2 separate regions of the Sus scrofa genome follow, and region 1 is linked to region 2. The links are chromatin contacts, called in public HiChIP or PLAC-seq maps. All regions are on one chromosome and are shown on one strand. Each heading gives the region's core, a stretch centred on a gene start, on an enhancer-like site or on the middle of the called end of the contact. The rest is flanking DNA. Distances are from core to core; before and after follow the strand shown.

Region 1 (2,708 bases), core at 180-2,679, 380 kb after region 2:
AAGGTCAATTAGGACTTAAAGGGGCCTGGTGATGGCACAGATGAGTAAAGCAGATCAGGTATGACACAGTTGGGGTGACGGGGATTATGGTGAACAAGTGACCATGTACTCTGTTGACTCAGCTGTTATTTCTCAGCTTTGAGCAATTATTGTCACTTGAGAATTCTATCCACTGGTTACACAACTTTTCATTTTTTAAAGAGAAGTCCAAAATCTAGGATTTTAGATGGCATCTCCAGAATTTTAATTATTTACAACAAATGCAAATTATAAAGAAAAAACACTGAGCCAAATGAAATGCAACTGCAAATTTGATTGAGCCTGTGAGTCGTCTTTGCTTTGTCCAATTTGTGATAAATGGGAAGATCCTCCCAGACTCATTCTTACTTGTACCCAAGTCATTCTGTGACTGCTGAACTCCTCAGACTTTGTCAACACTTAGTTGTCTCATATGCCATCTTTTCAGTATCCAATTCCTTGCTATTTCAAGGGTAAATTAGGCAATATATTGACCTCATTCATTCTAATGGGAATTTTTGCTAGGGTCTTTCCTTCCTTCTGTGTTTTTATACATACACACACACACACACACACACACATATTTGGCTATGCCTATGGCATGCAGAGGTTCCTGGGCCAGGGATTGAATCTGTGTCACAGCAGTGACAACACCAGATCCTTAACCCACTAGGTCACCAGGTAACCTCAAAGATAGATATTTTAGGGATAAAACTATAGGGATAATATTCATGAGGCTCTCGTCTAAATTGGAGATTTTCCATGGTGGGCCAGAGGGAGATATTTAGGTATAATGGTAAGTGGTACTTTGTGTTTTTTTCCAAGTCACAGATATCAGCAAGCTGCCAGAGTCTAGGGCCAGGTCTGAAAACAGTTTGAACTTACATCACTGTGGTGCATGGTCTTCATCATTATCAGTGTCAGTGTCAGGTATGGGCAGACTTACAAAGGACCATTAACCACTCTTGTTAGTTTTCCCTTTCTAAAGTTGAGGGTGCTTTCAGTGTTGACAAGCACCATGTTTTAAAAAGTTGTTTGTTTATACACCTGGTCACTGGTTCCATTTGGCATGACCTACATTACCTAAGTGCTGTTTGGCATGCTTAATGAGATCCCCACTACCACCTCGAGCTCTTAAAACAGTTAAGTGAAAGATTTAGTTTCCACAAATAGAGGAGACTTGGTCCTATGAGCATATTTTTGTGACTTTCTGGCCTTCTCTGCCCATTGGCCTGGAAGGCACCCACGTTGAGCCCACCTTGTTTTAATTCAGTGACACCAGTGAAATGTCTGCTGTTCCCATCTTGTCAGACTGCCAACAGAACTTACACAAACTCAATGACAAGCCTTACATGGCTAGCTGACCAGCTCTCCCCAGGCTACCCCAGCTCCCTCTCAGGAATAATAAGGTTCTGTGCCAGGACTGTACACATCCAAGATCCCAGTATGAGTCATTCTTTTGCCCCAGGGTCGATAAAGATTGAATCAGTGAGTTGGAAAAAAAGATGGTGATTTGGTTCTTTTTATTCCCCTTGGGAAGTAGGGTGGGGATTAGGACAAACTCATCTATTTTAGATGCTTATTTGCAAAATTCATGTATAGTCCCCTTCCACGAGTGAGGTTTCGACCCTGGTGCACAGCTTTTTCATTAAAGAGAGGAAAGTGGAACTGTTTTCATGTCCTTTTTGGGTAATTCTTTTGAAGCTAGCACCACCGTGTGGATAAAGTGGATGCTGACTTTTCTTTGGCTTGTGTAACTGGCCAGCACTGTGCTTCTGGCAACGTGATTTTGGTATCTTCTCGCCTGTTTTCATCTTTTCTGAGTCATCGCAGAGCAGCATAGTGATAGAAATATTTTTTGCAGCAGTGTCATACAGTGTTGGGCTCTCAAGGATCTTGTGCTTGTACAAAATGACTGAACCACATATGCAGGAAGACGACAGTGGCAGATTCACAGAACAGCTTTGTATCAGGCAGAGTGTAAATTAGATACCAAGTTTGGGGTTAGCCACTGGGCTCCAAAGTGGATGTTACCAATATGGACTCTGTAATAAACATCAGGATCTGTTCTGAGGCAACTTTCTGATCTTTATTACCCAAGAGCTGCAGGCTGAATCAGAGGAAAAGAAGAGATGTAAAAATCTGCTGGTAGGGTACAAAAGCATTTTACTAAACCACATGGTTTGCTTCCTGTGGGGTGGGAAAGTGAGGTGGAGCCTCTCAAGACTCTTTCAGGATAATGAAGAGGAAAGAAAAGAACAAGATAGGCCAGTTCTATTGACTGTGGTTTTAAGTCCTAAGAGCATGGAGGGAAGTGGCTAGCAAAGAGAGGACAAAGTCTTTTACCTCGATAGTGGCTTTTTTTGGTGGTGTGGCACCAAGATTCCTGGAGAGGGGTGAACCTGCTTCTTCTTGAGGGGTCAGTTCATTTCCAAATGGGCTGGTGTGTGTTTATTGGGATTGGGCTCTAACAGGTGAAGCTAGGGAAAGGTGCTACTTATAAAGATCTGGCACTATTTAACTCCCAATAGGCCACTCTTCCAGTCTTATTCGTCATGTAGTCTGCTAATGCCAAAGAGAAGTTTTACCACATTTAAAACAGAAAGCTGGAGTTCCCGTCGTGGCGCAGTGGTTAACGAATCCGACTAGGAACCATGAGGTTGCGGGTTCGGTCCCTGCCCTTGCTCAGT
Region 2 (2,996 bases), core at 447-2,946:
AATATCATTCTCTTGATTTTTCCCCAACCGTTTAAAAATATTAAAAATATTCTTACTGTGCCGGCTATAGAATAGGCATCAGGGCAGAACTGACTCACAGGCTATGGCTTGCCAACCTCTGCTCTACTGGAGATATCCAGTTGGATATGTCCATGGCAATTGGAAACACAAGTTTTACACTCGTGAGAAATATCTGAGCCAGAGCTATAGAATTGGGTGTCACCTGAGGCAGCAGCTGAAGCCCCTCACACCAATGAGATTTCCCCAGAAATATGCACTGAGTCAAGTTATCCAGGGCCAGAGTCTTTGGGACTGCAGCATTCAAAGGGTGATTTGAGGAGCCAGTGAAGAAAGATCAGAGATCCAGAGGCCCTTTCAACTCTTTTCTCTAAATTTCAATCTTCTTGTCCCCACCTCCCTTCCCTGTCTTCACCCCCAACTCCTACCCCCAGGCACTATTCTCAAAGTTAGAGGTAGAGAATGAGGCATTATAACACTTCAAATTGGAGATGTTTTTCACACTCCATTCTTTCTTTCCTTCTTTTTAAGGCTGCACCTGTGGCATATAGAAGTTCTCAGGCTAGGGGACAAATTGCAGCTGCAGCTGAAGCCTATGCCACAGTCACAGAAATACTGTATCCGAGTTATATCTACAATTTATGCCACAGCTTGAAGCAATGGAGGACCCTTAACCCAGTGAGTGAGGCCAGGGATTGAACCCACATCCCATGGAGACTATGTCAGGTCCTTAACCTGCTGAACCACAGTGGGAACTCATCACACTCCTTTCTGTCCAATTCATTCATGCAAAAAATGAAATAACTTTATTTGTGAGATCATGTTATTTAAAGATGAGGTGGCATCATTGGATTTTAATGATTTTCTTAAAGAAAATAAAAATCTATTATGAGGTGGCATAATAGATTTTTATGAACCATAAAAACTTACCAAATAAAGAAACAGACCAACAAATCTAACCACATGGGTTAGTATTTGAAAACATTATTATTTTCCCCTTATTGACTGAGAAGGAAACTAAATTTCTCTAGCAGGGGCACTAAATGGAAGGCTTTTGGAAGGAGACTAAAAGTTGCTAAACTACATTTTCTCCACTTCGTTAGTCTTTCAAAAACCTGTTTAGAATTTCTTCAGAGAGGAGACCTTATTTACTGGTAAATAATTGAAGTAAAGAATGTGTTTTTTATTCACTGGAGGGGTGGGCAATGATAGATCTCTTGGCACGTGAAACGTCTGTGCAGAATGCACAGTAATATTAGATGAGCAAGGCATTAAAAGTGAGTCCAGATAATTTTGTGAATTGAGGCCAGTTTAAAAAATGACAGCAAAGCCTAAGTAGCCTCGTAGAGCATCATGATACAGATCAAAAGAAACAAGGCAAGGAGTTCCCATTGTTGCACAGCGGAAATAAATCCAACTAGTATCCATGAGGACGAGGGTTCGATCCCTGGCCTCCCTTGATAGGTTAAGGATCCCAAGTTGCTGTGGCTGTCGCATAGGTTGGGAGCTGCAGCTCTGATTCAACCCCTGGCCTGGGAACTTTCATATGCCACAGGTGTGGCCCTAAAAAGCAGGAAAAAAAAAAAAAGAAGAAGAAGAAGCAAGGCAAAAGCACCCAGTCATGTGACAAGTTCTGAGAAGGCAGTTTTCTAACTATGGGAAGGGAAGAATGCAGGGGGGCGGTCCCCTCAGGGACCTTCCCCTTTCTGTGATTCATTTATACTGTTTCCGCAGGGCTTTAAAGAACACGTAGCCAATCATTCATGCATTCAGCAAATATTTAGTGAACTTCTAAGCAGAGATACAAATCAAAATGAAGAGTACTTTGTGGGGCTGAAGGAGAAACAATATTTAAGTAACATTCAGTCCTTGCCCAATGGAAATTACGCCTTGTTAGTCAAGATTTGATATGTATTGTAAGGACTGCTACAGATTGGAACCAAAATTTTCTATTGATCCCCTTCCTTTGACAGAGATTAGTGGAGCTAGAAGCACTGCCTAAAGAAATTCTAATATCAAAGCCCAGTTTGCTCCCCATGCTGAAAGCCAAGGATCAGGAGGTTGGCACCTTTATTTAGGAAAACAATTTAATGAATTTTTGTTTTGCAAATTAGGTCCTAGGGCCCAGTCTGGAGAACTAGTTTCCAGTCTAAGAATATAAGGCTGTCTCCTTTAAGGACAGGGGAAATCTGTGCATCACTCTTTTGCTATTTTAGAGGATATATTAGAATATGTAGTATAAATATTTACCAGTCTGTCTTCAAGTGATACTTCATATATAGTCTAAGGACCTTATAGTCTTAGGGCTATTTCTCTCCTCCTAGCTTTTGTGCTACTTTTATTTCTACATCTGTTATAAACCATATACTACATTTTTTTTTCATTATTGGTGAAACCATCAATATTCTTGTAAAAAAGAAATATGAGTAAAGTTCCTACTTCTGGTACTCTTTATTCCTTTGTTTAGAACCAGATTTCCATCTGGCATAATTTTCATTCTAGCTGAAAGACTTTTTACATTCATTTTGGTGTAAGTCTGCTAATAATGAATTCTTTCAGCTTTCATATATCTGAACAAGTCTCTATTTCAGCTTTCTTTCTGAAATATATTTTTGTTCAATATAGAACGATGATTTTATTTATTGGTCCTTTATTTGTTTGATCCAATCTTGCCAAAAGTTTTATCAATTTTATTAGCCTTTTCAAAACCAACTTTTGACTCTGCTGACCTATATTGTATGTTTTCTAGTTTATTAAATTCCAGCTTTATCTTCTTTAAAAAAAAAGTAATAAATAGAAACCTCAATGAAATAGAGTAAGGAGAGCAGAAGAGGGAGCTCTCAGGACCTGCATAGGTAGCAGAGCCCAACAAGAAGAGTGACTTCCTTTCTTTCCTGGCAAGGACTGGCCAATGAAAAGCCATGGCTCTTTGTATACCATTGTTCTCCCGACTTCCTTTTCCTCTCGATAAAAATGTC

Evidence for each region. HiChIP or PLAC-seq counts read pairs in DNA pulled down with a chosen protein or histone mark.
Region 1: an H3K27ac HiChIP or PLAC-seq map of alveolar macrophages shows a contact between it and region 2. The contact joins two enhancer-like sites. A contact is called at or near these places in 1 of 5 promoter capture datasets (liver), 7 of 47 Hi-C or Micro-C datasets (alveolar macrophages, embryonic fibroblasts, epiblast stem cells and 3 more) and 2 of 2 datasets of contacts at active chromatin or transcription factors (alveolar macrophages and skeletal muscle).

What each region holds. Positions count from the first base shown.
Region 1 is chr1:133,272,367-133,275,074 of Sscrofa11.1, forward strand. No RefSeq gene overlaps it. Among named protein-coding and RNA genes, the nearest start is that of TMCO5A, 110 kb to the right of the region's middle. Within about 2 kb of position 1,430, at least 20 of the 83 cell types and tissues checked have an H3K27ac peak or open chromatin away from gene starts, as enhancers often do. A contact at or near this core is called in alveolar macrophages, where this site is marked.
Region 2 is chr1:132,889,210-132,892,205 of Sscrofa11.1, forward strand. No RefSeq gene overlaps it. Among named protein-coding and RNA genes, the nearest start is that of FAM98B, 71 kb to the left of the region's middle. Within about 2 kb of position 1,697, at least 3 of the 83 cell types and tissues checked have an H3K27ac peak or open chromatin away from gene starts, as enhancers often do. A contact at or near this core is called in alveolar macrophages, where this site is marked.